Linked DNA regions of Sus scrofa: all the other regions are linked to region 1. The links are chromatin contacts, called in public Hi-C and HiChIP or PLAC-seq maps. All regions are on one chromosome and are shown on one strand. Each heading gives the region's core, a stretch centred on a gene start, on an enhancer-like site or on the middle of the called end of the contact. The rest is flanking DNA. Distances are from core to core; before and after follow the strand shown.

Region 1 (5,169 bases), core at 1,425-3,924:
TCCTTTTTTTTTTGGAAGCCCTTCGGAGGCCGTCCGGCTCTGGCAAGTTTAACATGAATGTGATTCGGCGCCCTGGAGACCCCTTGGCCCAAACTTTCCCAGATCTTGCTCTCCCCACTCACATGTCCTTAGTCTGGGTCCAATTCCCTTTATCTCTGTTAGGAAGTCCTTCTGAAAGTCTAACTTAAGTCCTTCTTGCTGAAAGGGGCCCATTTTCCTTGGTGAGAGACAACAGGACTCCTGCCCCCATTCGGGTTTCTTGCCTCTTTTCTCTGAGACACCCCCTATCTCTACCTGCATCCCCCATCATTCCTATTAGAAACGAATCAACTCTGGCTTCAGTCTTTCTTGCTTCAAAGGGTGGGGGGGGGAGAGGAGGAGGAGGGGTAAGTATCACTCGACAGAGGATCAGGGATCAGAGGAGGCCCCGCCCCCTCTTTGGAAGGACCCAGGAACCCCCAGCACCGGAGGAGTTTATATTTAGCGCTTCTCTGCTCCTCCCTCAGTGGCGCTGTCTCCCTCCCGTCGCCTGCCACCGCCTCCTCCCTGACGCTGGGACGGAGCTTTGCTTGGAGATTGGGGGGTGGGGGGCCTGGGGGCGAGGGAAGGCCTCTCCACTACCACTTCGTGGGGTGTGTGTGGGGGGTAACTGAAGGCTGGGAGGACGACAGAGGGGCAGAGGAGGGGGAGACTGAGGCAGAGAGAGGGAGAGGCTGAGGGGCAGGGAGGCAGGACACAGCTGGCCCATCCCCAAGCCTTCTTTTCCTCGGAGGGGTGGGAGGTGCCTTCCCAAGCCCAGCCAGCCTGGGGGGTGGGGAGAGCTGGTGAAGGCCCCCACCACGCGGCTCTAACTTTGGGAGGGGGGGTGGGGCTTCCCACAGCTGTTTCTGTTTCCAGAGAAGAATGTGCAGGGTCCCTCTCCCCGCCGCTGCGGCCCCAGAGTCTGGCTTCAGTCTTCCTCCCCATTCCCCATCTGGGGAGGGGGCAGTCGGGGTCAGCGGCAGGGAGAGCCCCCTCCCCCCTGCTACCTCGGCTCAGGTTTCCCCAAACGGGAAGCTCTGACCACACACAGGCTTGGGGATGGGATCCGCAAGTGGAGCCAGAGTCTGGGGCCTGGCAGGCGGTGGGGGGTGGGAGAGGGACAGGGACTGTGGGGCAGGAGAAGAGAGTGAGGTGCAGAAATGCAAGAAGGGAAGACCAGGCAGACAGAGACAGAGGATGGCAAAAGACAGAGAAAGAGATACAGAAAGTCACAGAGAAATGGCTGTGGGGCGGGGGGGGAGTGCAAGAAACCCAGGAAGACGTCAGGAGAATTAAGAAATGACATAAAGGAGAAAGGTGCGACGATGCTCCTTAAGTCATTCTGGAGACCTTTGGCTTATCTTCCACCCTCAGAGCGCCCAGGGAATCTAGAAGTCAGACCCCCAGGCTGCCTCAATCTGCCACCTCCTGGGTTAACCAGAACTGGGACCAGGTAGGAAAGTGTTACCAGAGGATCAAGATCACCATGGGGTCCTAAAGGGCTGCGAGCTTCCTCTCAGCAGCAATCCCTTCCTCAGGAGGCCCGAGGATCCCCTCCCCCCACCCCGCCCCCTCCGGAGATCTCCAAGCACACTAGGACTTAGGAAGACGGAGCCCTGGTATGGAGGCTGGGAGAGGGGCGTGCTTGGATCCCGCTGTGTGACCTTGGGTGAGTCGCTGGCCCTCTCTGAGCCTCCGTTTTGTTGCTTTCTGAAATGAGAACTATCACCCCCTATCCTCCAAGCAGCAAGAGGACAACGCCTGCCTAACACTCAGCCCGGGCTTGACACATACTTGGCGCCCAGATGGATTCGCTTTGGGGAAGGGGTGTAGGGAATGGGCTTTTGCATCACACGAGGGTCCGGCGGAGGCGATGCAGTCCCCTTCCCCAGTCTGGGGGCAGGGAGGCCTGATCCCACCCGCCGCCCAGACTCTCCAGCCCCACCCCCCCTCTCTTTTCCCCCTCTTCCCTCCCCCACCCGGACGGGTGTCTGAGCATCCAACCGAGACAGAGAGACAGACACAGACGAGGGCAGAGGGACAGACGGACAGGCGGCCCCTCACCAGCTGCTCTTCCAGGGCTGCTGCAGCCCGGCGCGCCGCCGCCGCATCTTCGTCCTCGTCGGCGTCCTCCTCGTCCTCGGCCTCGGCGCCCCCCATTCCGGGCTGGGCCAGCCGCAGCGCCTGCTGCACGCGGTACTCCTGCCTCTCCCGGAGCCAGTGTAACTCGCAGAGCCCGGCCAGGCTGCCCTCCAGCCAGCCCCGCAGCCGACCCCGTTCGGGGCTCACCGGGAACGAGAAGGCCCGGATCATGGCTGCGGCCCCCCGCCCCAGCCCGGCCGGGCCCCGCGGCCACCCCTCTCCCGGTCCCACCTCCCCGCCCCAACAGCCCGCCCGCCCGCCCGCTGGCCCGGCTGTCACCGTCTCATCTGCATAGGCGCCCGTCCATTGGGCCGCCCACCCGCGCCTTATCTGCATGGCCACGCCCCCGGCGACAGAGCAACCATCGCCTATTGGCCGGTACCCTCCCTTTACGAAGATACTCGGCTGTGCACCCGCGCCCCTCAACGCAACGTATGCTCGCAGCTGCCTACTCGCTCGGCTTACCGGCCACCTCGCCTCGCCACGCCCCGCCTCTCGCCTGCCATAGGGCCCTGGCCACGCCCCCACACGTCACAATGAAACAAGTCCGCCCTTGTTCCAATGTTATTGGTCCGTATCTCCCGGGTCCCCGCAGCTGGTTCCGCCCCCTTGCGGGAGAGCTCAGGCTACCATTGGACTGTCCCGCGAGAGGGGCAGGGGTGATCTATAAATAGAGAATGGGTGCACGTGACATTTTGGCAGCAGTTCCTCTCCCTCCGCCCTTCCTAACCTTCTGCTTCTGAAGATGCGCAAGGGGGCGGAAAGGGTTAAGAATCGAGTCCAGATTTTGCCTCCCCTTCCAGGAAGCCTTCCGAGACATTCAGCTGTAAAACTAGAGGGCCAGGGCAACTTCCGACATCCTCCCATAAACTAATGCTTCTAAGCGGGGCGAGCTTCACTGGCCGGCTTAGAAAGGCCCCAAACTTGGTTTAACATTCTGCTGTTAGTTTTGGATTTTTCATTTTTTGAACAAGGGGCCCCGCATTTTCGTTTTGCTCTGGTAGCCAGTCTTACTTCTGAGAGCATGTCCCAAATTCTGGAAGTGTAAAACCATGGGTGTAATTCTATGATTCCACCCGAACAGAATCTTAGCATCTTTTGTCTCACAGATGCTGTGAGGCTTTGCGCTCACCATTTTACGATTCCAGGGGCCTTTGTTCTATGTTCTAAGAGGCTTTGTTCTCAGCCTTCTAAGATGCTCTGTTCTCAACGTTCTATGGTTCAGAAAAGTCTGAGCCTGACATTCGTTACCAAGGTTCCCTCCTCCCTTCCCTGGCTCGGCAAGCGGGGCTAGCGCCCCCTCAGGCGGCCAACCTGTGTCACTACGCCGAGTGCGAGTACCTACAACCTTGAGGATCAAGCTCCGAAGTTCATGCCCATTTCTCAGATAGACCTTGACTCCCTAACAGCCAAGGCCCAGAAAATCATGTAAGAAGCTCCCTCTTTTATGATACCCCGTGCACCAGATGACCTGGTCCTGAGCTGAAGAGGCAATTTCTGGGAGCAAAGATTCCAGAACCAAACTGCCTGGGGTGAGCCTCAGCTCTGCCACTTTCCAGCTGTGCGACCTTGGGAAACGTGCTTAGCCTTTCTGTGCCTCAGTTTCCTTAGCTATGTAATACTTCCTATCTCACAGTTGTTACGAGGACTGAGATGTCTGTCAGGTGCTTGGAGCAGTGCCTTCCATGTATAAAGTCACAGAGGGATCTGATAAATAAATAAAAAAATCATCTAGCTGGTCCCAAGGAGAAAAATGAATCTGGATTTTAGTAGAGACAAACTATTCAATCCCTTTCTTGTTTAAGACAGACCTAGACTGTCGTAAACTGCCTGAATTCACCAGCGATGGGGAGATGATCTGATTGATGAAGGGGGATATGGAGAGCTTGCTTTCAAACAAGATTTTCTTAGTAGTTAGTGTCTGGGGTGATGTCAGGATTGGTTTACATCCCTGCTGTTTGTATAAAACCAGTCGAGCCATTTGCTGGCAAAAATGTTGGATCTTGAGGTGATTTAGTGTTCTGCTCACCAGCCATTTGAAAATGGGTATTTCTAAGAAGAGCAATAAAAAAAAAGAGCATTATTAATGGTTGAATAAGGGAGTAAAACCCAGACTTGAGACCAGAGGACAGCCAGTTGAGAGGGTTCCAAGTAATCAGTGAAGAGAGATCTTTGGTTGGTGGAGTCAGAGCAGTAGCTATTCTGTGGATTTCCTTGTCGGCCTTTTGATGTTGATGACATCTGTCGAATTCCTGGGAATGAACGTGCAGTGGTTGCTTCCAACCACAGCATACAAGTCCCTTTCCTGGAAGCCCCCAACCTGGGTATAAGAGTTGCCCACACGTGGTCAGAAGCCATATTAAACCCTTAAGAGTTTACTCCCAAGCGTTTGGTTTCTTGTTCCAAGGTGAACGAGAAAAAGGAGATCATATGCATGAGTGTCTGCCTCCCAAGATTTGGCAGATCTCTTACATTTGTGAGTTAGGGGTTTGGCAGGAGAAAGAGTGAAGTTCAGGTATTGATAGACTGAAGGGACACTGAAACACTAATGGCTGCAAAGTCTCCACATGTAAATTACACATCATTGGGGGCATCCCAAGACTCACGGAAACCATTGCCTTATTTATTTGGTCAGAAAACAAATGTTAGGAGTTCCCTGGTGGCTCAGTGGGTTAAGGACCTGGCATTGTCACTGCTGTGACTTGGGTTTCTGCTGTGGCTCGGGTTTGATTCCTGGCCTGGGAACTTCTGCATGCCATGGGCTTGACCAAAAAAAAAGAAAAAAGAAAAAGAAAAAGAAAAAACAAATATTGATTAAAGGTGGAAAACCAAGATGCAAGGATAGGACTGGGACCGTGAGATGAATCATAAGAGACACAAGCCACGGATACTGAGAGGTATCATCAGCAGCACCAGTTGACTCAGGATTGGTAATATTGTGATCGCTGGGAAACCCAGGTGAGTTCAATGAGGAGGCGGTTCCTGTCATTAGGGTTGTTAAGGCGT
Region 2 (5,169 bases), core at 741-3,240, 45 kb after region 1:
TTTCAAAATTCTAACATTTTAATGTTCTAGGATTCCAACAACACAAAATAGAATATTCCAACATTTTAAGGCATTAGTATTTCAACAACCTCGGGTTCTAATGTTTGAACATTTTACTATCAGAGGAGTTCAATTACCTAGCATATCCCAGCAATTTAGAACTCTAATATCTTAACATTTTTACAGTCCACAATTCCCACAATAGAGAAGCCCACTATTCAGTCTAACTTTCAGCTTTCTAGGATTCAAGCACTGAGTCCCACCGGATTTTCCTTTGCAGTGACACCCCCCCCCCCGCCCCGCTAGGCTCCCACCTTGGTGACCCCTGATATCCAAAGCTAAGAGTGGGTGGTGGGGAAGGCCCGTTTTAACAAACCAATCTCAGAACGGAGGGGTGGGGACACTGATCAGGAAAGGGGGCAGAAACCTCAGAGCCTTTGAGGATTGTCAAGAGGCCCCTCCACACACACGCACACACCTCAGGCCTGGGACGGGAGCAGAGACTGGACTCTGAGACCTCATTCGGCCCTGGCAGCTAGTGCGGGCACCCACACCCACACATGTCACCTGATCGCCATGGCCAGCCTGGCTTCAATATCTACTCTTTCCACCAAATGGGAGGCCTGGACTGGCCAGGCAGGGAGGTGTCCCCCCCCCCCGCCCCCCTCACCCCTTCCTCTAGGCTTCTACACCTGGCCCGCCCATCCCTTCCTCCCTGCTGTCTGCTGCAAACAACAACATGCAGGGACATGCAATTTGGGGAGGCCTCTGGGGCACCCCACCCCTGGGGCCTCCCTCAAATGGGTAGTCAGGTGAGGAGACACCTGGGGGCCCAAGCCCTAGGCCCACACCTCACTCACCAAAGGCTTAGCTCCCCCCCCTCCCTCCTCCCCTACGCTGTGCTCCAGGTCGCCTCTGCCAGCGCTCCCCTCCTCTAGACCTCTCCCCGAGCTGGACGAGGGGGGGAACACTACGCTCTCACCTTCTGGTCCACGATGGAGCAAGCCAGCTGCTTCACATGGGCCAACTCGGAGGCTGTGGGCAACAGCACGAACTCGCGGGTCAACCCGATCTGGATGTGGAAGGAGACCCCGGAGCCCGGGGCCGGGACATGGGGCAGCAGCGGTGGCGGCGACTGCAGTTCCAAGCCGCCGGAGGGCAGAGGAGACCCTGGGCCGGGAGAGCCCGGGAGCCCAGCGGGATGGGAGGGGGCGGCGGCCATAGGGCGAGGCCCGGGACCAGCCGCCCGTCTTCCACCCGGGATCCGGCTGGAGGAGCCTGGGCAGAGAGGCTCGGGTCACTGGGTCCGAGGAATCTTGTAAGCTGGTGGTTAGACCGCGGGGATCCCGGGGCTCTGAGAAGAGAAACCTGGCAGGTTGAGGGGACTGGAGGATGGTGAGACCCTGGGAGATAGAGAAAAGCTATCTAGTGGATCAGATGCCCGCCCGAGAATCAAGGGATCACAGACGATCAGACAGTAGAAAGCTAATGGTTTGGGGGTACCCAGCGACCAGGGGAATCCAAGAAACCAAAGAAGAAAATCTAGCAGGTCGGGGTCATGGGGAGCAGAAGAGCTCAGGATCTAAAGGAGCCATGGGGAGAGAAGAAACTGGAAAGGGAGCAGGGGAAGCCAACACAGTGGCTCTAAGAGGACTCATCTAAGGGGGCCCGAGGGATTCACCAGACCTTGGGGATGGAGAGCAGGAGCCTCAGAGACGGGATTCGAGTGGATCCCGGGGATCCGACAGCGGGCCCGGGGATGGGCAAAGGGATTCCGAGGGCCGGGGTGCTAAGGTGGGAAAATCTCACGGGTTTCGGAAGTAGGAGAAAAATTCGGTCGGGACCGCGGAGAAGGGGGTGTTACCGGCGGCAGTGGGGTGGCGGGGTGGGGGTGGGGCAAAGGAAGGTGGCCGGGCGCCCAGGGCTCTTTTTCCCCCTCCAAAGTTTAACTCCGCTGCGGCGGCCCAGGAGGAAGTGTCCGGAGCGACGGCGCAGTTGGCCAACCGGCGCTGGGTTCGATGACGTCAGAGAGGGCGGAGCCTGCTGAGGGGCCGGGGACGGAAGAGGAGGGCGGGCTCAGCGCCTCCGAGTTGGGGGTGGCACCCCCCCTGCCCGCCCCCGACCGGGTCTGGGGACCTGGGAGGCGAGGCGGATCCGGAGGCGACACTGATTCCTACCCCCCAACGCACTCAGGTCGGGAAAGTCGGCTTTTCTCTGACCTAGAGAAGGAGGGGCGAGCCACCCGCACACCACCACAGGGCGCGATGCCGGGGCTGAGGAGGCGCCTGGCCCTTTAAGGAAGGGGGCCGTCTCGCGGGGCTTGCATCCGGCGCCCACCGCAGGGGAAAGGGTGGGAGACGGGGTCAGAGCCGGCCCGCTCTCCGAGCTGGGCTTCCCTCTTCCCAGAGTGTCGCCACGCCCCAGTCCATTCCACAGGTGGGAAGACCGAGGCTTCCTGAGGGCAGAGGTTCTTGCCTCTGGTCTCTCTCCAGCGACCTTGGCCAAAGAGCCAGGAGCAAACAGGAGGAGCCAGGGCTGTGCAGGCAGTCAGGCACAGGGCAGGTGGAGAAGGGGGATATTTTCCATCTGTCAGCTCCCCACTCCACCCCAGTTCTTAGGGTGAAGAGCCAAAGAAAGGCCTGGGGGTGGCTGGAAGGGCCATAGCAGCAAGGGAGCATCACACCCACACTTTGTAGCTGGAGAGCCCATTGTTCTCACGGGGAAGTGTGCACGTGTCTTCCCCTGTGTAACTTTAGGTTGGTGGCCTCTGCTCTCTGAGCCTTTCTGTCAGATGGGAAAATATTAGGACTGACTCCAGAGGGTCTTTGTGGGGATTAATGAGATAGTAGAAGGGTGACCGAAACACAGCAGACGTGGAGTGATGATGGCTCTGGCTCTAGTGCTCAGATAAGCCGGTGAGCACGTTGAAGCGCTGGGGTGTTTATGGAAGGGTATATTCAGTCATTCCACAAATATGGATTGAGGCCCTACCTACTCTGTGTCAGGCTGTCATAAAATGCCTCCTCTAGGAGCAATTCGGACTTGATTTCTCCTCCCCAGCTAATAATAGAGTGGTGGGACCTTCCCATTGTGGCGCAGTGGAAGGAAACCCCGCCTAGTATCCATGAGAATGCGAGTTTGATCCCCGGCCTCGCTCAGTGGGTGAAGGATCCAGAGGTGCCGTGAGCTGTGGCATAGGTTGCAGATGCAGCTGGGATCCCAAGTTGCTGTGGCTGTGGTGTAGGCCTGCAGCTGCAGCTCCAGTTCAGCTCCTAGACTGGGACCTTCCATATGCTGAGGGTGCGGCCCTAAAAAGCAAAAAAAAAAAAAAAAAAAAAAAAAAAAGTTGCTACCATTTCGTTTACATACAGGAAGCTGAACCCTCTGAGAGGCAAAGTGACATGTCCAGGATTACCAGGCGGGTTGCTACCACCCACGGCTTCTTCACGAGGCCAAGGCCTGGTTGAGCTGCAGAGGCATCCCAGTGGAGATGGGCCACCGCTGCTTGGGTTCCAGACCAGCAGGGCTGGTTAGGAATGAGGACCTCAAGATGAGCCCCCTTTCCCAGTAAAGGGCTGTTGGGGGCAGCTGAGGTCGGTACAGTAGCGATTCTGTCACCACATCCGGGGGCTGGCTGGGGCTGGGGAAGGAAGTCTAAGGCTGGAGCGAAAACCTAAACCACCACCTGGGGAAGCTACACAGAGCTGAGGAATGAGGGGGGAGCGAGGCTGCATGGCACCCATAGCTGGGTTCCTTTCCGTGTCATCTGATGGCCATCTGCCCACCTGTACCCTTTGTCCAGGCAGGGGGACAACCATCACAGTGAAATACTAACGTGAGTTCCCAGGCCTTCAGCTGTTCTTTTTCCCAGGGGCCCTGGACAGGAGCCAGGCCCTGTTCTGGGCACTGGCGTGTGGCCGTGTGACACGGATGGGCATTACAATCATGCCCTATTTACAGGGGACACTGAGGCTCAGGGAGGTGCCCCTGGCTGGTAGGGGTGGAGGCCTCCTAGCAGCAAGCAGAGGGAGTCCCAAGGGCCTGGATGGGAATTGCGACGACATGCCGGGCCAACAGCCAGCTCCTTGAGCCCCCACTCCCGCCTCTCATCCTCTGTAACACATGCATAAGGCTCTGCTCCCTATTTCGAAGTGAGGACCTAGTGAAATGGCTCAGGATGAGCCTAGCACAGGGGCTGGCTCCTGCTGAGGGCACAGCCCACCACTGCGACTTGGTCCCTCAGGGAAGGGAGAAGGGAGTGGACTTGGCAGGGTGCCCGCACCTCCTCCTTGGGACAGCTCCCAGCTGGGCAGGGGGGTCCACGCGGGCAGGTCCTGGATCTCCCTTCCCGCTCCATGAGGCCCAGGCATGGGCCAGGGAGAGGGGGCCTTCCGTGCTGCACGTTAGCACTCTGGCCCCACCACCAACCATCCAGCACACATGGCACCAGGTGGGGTGTGGGGGGGACACGACAGGAGGAGTCTTGAGCTGAAGTGTCACATCACATCATCTGCTAGTCAGGGCTCTTCCCCGGGCGGCTTCTGCAGCCCCTGGGGAGGGAGCGCTTAGGGACAGAAAGGAGGGGCCCAGGGAGATTCGGTCCTGTGCCCCTACTTCCGTCCCTCCACCCACACCCCACCCAAGCTCTGGGCCCCTCTGTGGCACCCCCGCCCTACCACAAAACCCCAACCCATCATATCCCCTCTCTCCAAGCCCCACCCAGCGCCAGTTACTTCCCTGAGAAAGTCCCAGTCCCCTCAACAGTCAGCATTGCCACCCGTCTTACTCCAAAGGGTTTATTGAGACAAGTTTCACATACAACAAGTCCAGGGCAGAAGGGATGGGGCTTATAAACAGGAACCTGGAAGGGGGCTGAGGGCACAGGGTGGAACCCAAAAAAGAGTGAAATAAATAGAGGAAGAGCGTGAAGGGCAGGGCCAGGAGCAGAGACGACAGACTATCACACAGTGATAACGACATGGGTGGGGGTGGGGCTCCATTAAAATCCCATTTATTTATACAGATATACAGGGAGTTATGGGGGACTGGGGGACCCCACTCCACCCTCCATGCCCCTGGGAGGGGCAAGAGAAGGCCATCTCTCCCCATGGGTGACCCCATGGGGGTTGGGGGAGCTGCCCTTGGAGGAGGGTTGGGGGAGGTAGGGGC
Region 3 (5,169 bases), core at 833-3,332, 47 kb before region 1:
AGCCACCAGCCTACATCACAGCCACAGCAATGCCAGATCCGAGCCGAGTCTAAGAACTACACCACAGCTCACAGCAATACTGGATCCTTAACCCCCTGAGCAAGGCCAGGGATCAAACCTGCAACCTCGTGCGTGGTTCCTAGTCGGATTCGTTTCCACTTCGCCACGACAGGAATTCCCTGTGGCATTTCACTGAATGTAAATTATGCTGTGGTGTTCCCCATGGTGCAGTGGATTAAGGATCCGGCGTTGTCACTGCAGCAGCTCGGGTTACTGCTGTGGCATGGGTTCAATCCCTGGCCCAGGAACTTCCACATGCCACAGTAAAAAAATAAATAAAAATAGATAGATAAATAAATTATGCCACACATGCACACACATGCACACACAATTGGCTCTGAACCAGTCAGAGGTATGGAAATAAGAAAAGTTGATGGTTTACACCTGAACCACAGGTCCTCCCCCAAAGCAGGCATCCGAGTCAGCTTCCACCAATGCAAGGGCACTAACCAAAAAGGGAACACGTTCATGTTTGGCTGCTATAACACAGTGACCCAAAATAACAGTGACTTAAGCCATAGAGAAATGTATTCCTCAAAATTCCCGTCGTGGCTCAGCAGTTAATGAACCCGACTAGGATCCATGAGGATGCAGGTTCGATCCCTGGCCCTGCTCAGTGAGTTAAAGATCTGGCATTGCCCTGAGCTGTGGTGTAGGTTGCAGATGTGGCTGGGATCTCTCATTGCTGTGGCTGTGATGTAGGCCAGCAGCTGTAGCTCCAATTTGACCCCTAGCTTGGGAACCTCCATATGCCACAGGTGTGGCCCTAGAAAGAAAAAAAAAAAAAAAAAAGTCTCTCTCTCTTGCATAAAATTTTGGCACTGGGGACAAAAAGGTGAGCTCTGCTCCAGAAAATCATCCAGATCTTAGGTGAGTTTGCTCCCATTGGTCTCTCCTCTAATGCCTACCAGGCTGTTCCATCAGCAGGCAAGGTGAGAGAAAGGACAGCATGCTCTCCACCCCCTTAAGGGCATGTCCAAAAGTTTCACATATCGCTTCTGCACACATCCTTTTTAACCACAATTCAATCAAATGACCGCTCACAACTGTTTCTGAGCTCCAGGAAACAGTCACAGTTAACCTTCACACTCTTTTCCTCCTATGGTTGGAACCTAGGCACAAGGAGTGCAAGAGTCAGGTGGTCTACAACACAATAAGACAGTGCAAGTCTGGGCTCCCCAGCCAAGCCAAGTACACTGGTCCAGCCTTACAGGAGGCGCTCAATTTAGGCTTAATTGAAGGCTGAATTAATGCCATATTCCCAGAGATCGTCCCGGGGTGGCCCCAGCTTCACAGACCTTGGGCCAATCAGGGGGACAGGCGTTCTGCACACCTGTAGAGTGTGTCTCAGGGTGGAGACACCTGGCCCCAACAGGTGGAAGTTCTAAGTAACCAGCTGAACCTTGTAGACCCCGCCAACTCGGAGGGTCCAGTTAGGGGCGGAGCTTCCAGGCCAGCATTTTGGATTGCACCATCTTCCATCTGTTAGAGGGGAGAGCCGAGAAAGAGCTTCTGCATCTTCCACCAGCCCTCTTACTACTCTCTGACTGCAAAGACTATGTAGTTGCTTCTCTAACAGTCACAGAGTTTTCCCCTTCGCCTCGTTACACCTCACGGCTCCACGCAGCCACACATTTCAGAATCCCCACCACCACCACACAGTGGCTCGCCCCAATTTGACGCATTGCAGGGAAGGCCGGACCAATCGGCACCGCGCTTTCATTTCCGCCATAACCCGGGCCCAATAGTGGCGCGTCTCACACAGGGACGCGTCACGCGCCGCCGTAAGGTGCCCCTCCGCCGAGGGGAAAAGTAAAGCCGCACGGGGGCGGGGCGCGCGGCGACGGAAAGTAGTCCCGCGCGGGTGCCCGCGCGGCCGGCCGTAAACACAGGTCTGCGCGAACCGAGAGCGAGAGATCCGCGGGCCCGGTGGTGCGGAGGGAGGCGCGGAGGGATCCGTGGGAGCCGCAGTGCGGCGACGCGCGTGCGGGGCGGGGCCGGGCGGGGCGGGGCGGGGCGCGCGCGGCGGCCGTTGAGGGACCGTTGGGGCGGGCGGCGGCGGCGGCGGCGCGCGCTGCGGGCAGTGAGTGTGGAGGCGCGGACGCGCGGCGGAGCTCGAGCTGCTGCAGCTGCTGCCGCCGCCGGAGGAACCTTGACCCCCGCGCTCCGGACACCCCGGGCCTCGCCATGGTGAGTGAGGCTGAGAGGCCGCCGAGGCCGGGGGCTCTGAGGCGGGCACGGAGGGGCAGGACCCCTGAGAGCGCGAGCGGACCCAGAATGGGGGAGCGTTTCGGCCCCAGCGAGCGCCTCTGGACCCCTCTCTGCTCCTCAGTCGGGGGCATTGGAACCCAGAGCGGGACATTTGGATCCCACAAGGGCTTTGGGGGTCTTCCAGAAGTATAGCATGGGGTAGTTAGACCCCAGAATGGGCACCTGAGTCCTCCAAGGGGGGCACTGGAACCCGGGATGGAGCATCTGGACCCTCAAATGGGAAGGGCTCCTGGACCCAGAATGAGGCGTTTGGTCCCCGAAGTGGGGTGTTTGAATTCCAGGGGAGCGAGGGAAGAAACGTTGGCTAGAGAAGGGGGTGATCTGTGCCCTGATAAAGGCTTTGGGTCCTGAGAGGATGCAGGGAAGGGGGATCGGAAGGAAGCCAGGCTGCTAGGGAGCTCCCCAAAAGGGGGCCGTGGATAACTGGGCCTGGGTGGGGAGGGGTGCTCCTGGGACCAGGGAGGTGGGGGTCACTCCTGCAGACCAGACCCTCGAGGGGAGAGAAGGAGGTTCTCCAGAGACATTGCAGAGGAAGAAGGAGGAGGGTGAGGTGCAAGCTTGGGGAGGAAGAGCCTAGGGTGGGTGGCGACAGAGGTTAGAAGATGCTCTGAAGTCTATGGGGACTGGAAAGGATTGGGGTCGGGAAGTGGTTAAAAGGGGATAGCGTGCTTGCCAGTGGTGCGGGGTCCGGGGGCCCTGTGGTTGATGTTGGGGGGCAGCCAGGGAAGATTCTGAGGTTACCAGTGGGTTAAGGCTGGTAAACTAGGACAGGAGGTTGGTTTTGGGGGGAGAGGAGTGGGGAGGAGTGTTGTGTTTGGGTTCACGAGGGGGTGGGTTTCCAAGGTGAGGGGTGGGCGAGCACTTTGATTTGGGTGGTGGAAGGAGATCCGCAGACATGTTGGAGCAAATGAATGGCAGCTGAGGTTGGCCTAGGTTTGAAGGTGGATGTGGGTAGCTTCCTGGAAGTTTCCAGGGCAAAGCCGGGACAAAGACTGCTCATTCTGGATGGGGGGCGGCTGGCTGCAGAGGCCAGAGAGAGTGGGTCTAGGGTCCCCTTCTCATAAGATGGGGCTGGGCAGAGGGCACCAGGCAGTGGGAGCCAGTGGGCGGAGTTGTTCCGGCCTCTATTGCGCACTGAAGCTGCATGAAATGGGGGTGGGGAAATCAAAGTTTGGGATGCATCAAATGAGCCAGCTTTTTAAGCCTTGAACCTCACCCCCTTGATGGCCCTTTCAGACCAAGAGAGCTGGTTTCTCCAAACAGGAGTGTTGGTTTTCTCGTGGTCTCCAGCTCCACGCACTGCTCTGCATCTCCTCGCTTGTGCCAAATGACAGTGCAGTACAGTGTGGCGTCAGTGACAATCAGACGCCTGTTCCTGTGGCCTCGGGGTGGGGGCTGCAGAGCTTGACCAGAGAGAACCTCCAAAGGGACCCCTTCATCGGCCTGAGGTCCACTTGTTCCGTTCAGGGCCCTCACTGAGTGCTTCTGTGAATTCACACAGCTAGGGCTTTGAGAGAAAACCAGCGAACGAGTTCTTTTCTAGTCTCTGCCACCCACAACACCCACAGCCCCCCAGGCCTGGCCTCAGAACCAGGTGCAGCCATCCTCCCTGGCAAGGCCAGGGAGAACAGGCAGCCGCTGCTGTGTATCAGATCTCATACTTGCTGACACAGACCTGATGGCTCCTCTCACCGCTACCCCATTTTCCCCGAGCAGAAACTTGCTAAAGGTGCCTGAATCACTGGCAGGTGCCAAGAGGTCCCCCACCTCCCAAATAGGACCCGAGCTTTGGCCCTGACTAGTTTCTCTTTCCGTATGTAATCAGCAAGGTATGGGTGGGACGAGTCGCTGTTAACTGGCCTTGGACTTTGGCCTGAGCGCTGTGGCTCCTCCTTGGCCCGGGTGAGAGGCCCTGGCCTTGGTTTCTGATCTCATCTAACACTGCTCTCTGGCATTGGTTGGGGGCTGGGGCAAGGCAGAGAAATAATACTCTCTTCCCTCCCCCACCTCAAGGTTATTATTATTTTTTTTTTTTTTTCATGTCCAGCCCCTTGCTGGAGCCTAAAATGTGGGATAAGGAAGCAGGACACCAGCTGGGTTATTTTCGAGACAGTTTTTGATGAAAGCTGAAAATGTTCAGATCTGGAAAGGGAAGAAGCCCTGAGAAGTGGTCCCCAGCAGGGATCACTTCTCAGATAGTCAATGTTCTGGGCAGTAGCTGTGCTTTGCCATCTCAGGCTCAGAGCTCAGACCTCCTTCCCCAAGCAGGGGAGAGGGTCTCCTAGCAGGGAGAGAGAGAGTGTGCGTGTGACAGGCCCCACAGGCAGAGCCACGCCTATTTGCAGCAACCTTGTAAAGGAGTGGAACGTGGCAGTGCCGCCTCTGCGCCTTCCAGCTTGTCGGTGGGGAGGGAGCTGCAGACACCGGCCTTTGCCTTCAGAGCCCCGAGCCGCTCTGGGGCGTTCTGCAACCTGTCCCAACCTCCTTACACCCAGCCCCTACCCCTGATGGTGCTGCCTGAAGGTGGGGAGAAGTGAGCTTCTTGCAGAGAGCATGGTGTGGTGGGGTGCGAAGGTCCCTGAGTAGACTGGCTTTTGCCATCTAGGCCAGGGGAGAGGATAGAAGCGGGTGGAACGGCAGCCCTCCTCCCCAGACTGCTGCTCTCCCCTCTGCTCTGCCTCTCCCTGCTCCCCTGGCATTGCCTGGCCTTGGTAACCAGAAGCCCATCCTCTCTTCGCACTTTCCCCCAGCAGCTTCCTTGGGTGTCAGAGCCTAGGGGATCAGCTCAGTCCTCTTTGCCTGTAGAAGCCAAGAGAAGTGAGTGGAACAAGGGGCTTG

The links. A called contact is a pair of places that touch in the nucleus more often than the background predicts. HiChIP or PLAC-seq counts read pairs in DNA pulled down with a chosen protein or histone mark.
Region 2: an H3K27ac HiChIP or PLAC-seq map of skeletal muscle shows a contact between it and region 1, with 3 times the contacts expected there. The contact joins the promoter of PRKD2 here to the promoter of DACT3 in region 1. A contact is called at or near these places in 3 of 5 promoter capture datasets (fetal liver, fetal skeletal muscle and liver), 5 of 47 Hi-C or Micro-C datasets (blood, embryonic fibroblasts, heart right ventricle and 2 more) and 1 of 2 datasets of contacts at active chromatin or transcription factors (skeletal muscle).
Region 3: a contact with region 1 is called in a Hi-C map of epiblast stem cells, with 2.2 times the contacts expected there. The contact joins the promoter of CALM3 here to the promoter of DACT3 in region 1. A contact is called at or near these places in 10 of 47 Hi-C or Micro-C datasets (brain, embryonic fibroblasts, epiblast stem cells and 5 more) and 1 of 2 datasets of contacts at active chromatin or transcription factors (alveolar macrophages).

What each region holds. Positions count from the first base shown.
Region 1 is chr6:52,551,584-52,556,752 of Sscrofa11.1, forward strand. DACT3 (dapper homolog 3) reads right to left here and starts at 2,675. Exons shown (of 4, transcript XM_003355955.4): 1 at 2,086-2,675. The coding sequence starts at 2,499.
Region 2 is chr6:52,597,154-52,602,322 of Sscrofa11.1, forward strand. It overlaps PRKD2 (serine/threonine-protein kinase D2), which reads right to left and starts at 1,991. Exons shown (of 18, transcript XR_002344708.1): 1 at 983-1,991. It overlaps STRN4 (striatin-4), which reads right to left. Exons shown (of 17, transcript XM_021094615.1): 17 at 4,781-5,169.
Region 3 is chr6:52,504,897-52,510,065 of Sscrofa11.1, forward strand. CALM3 (calmodulin 3) reads left to right here and starts at 2,083. Exons shown (of 6, transcript NM_001244209.1): 1 at 2,083-2,250. The coding sequence starts at 2,248.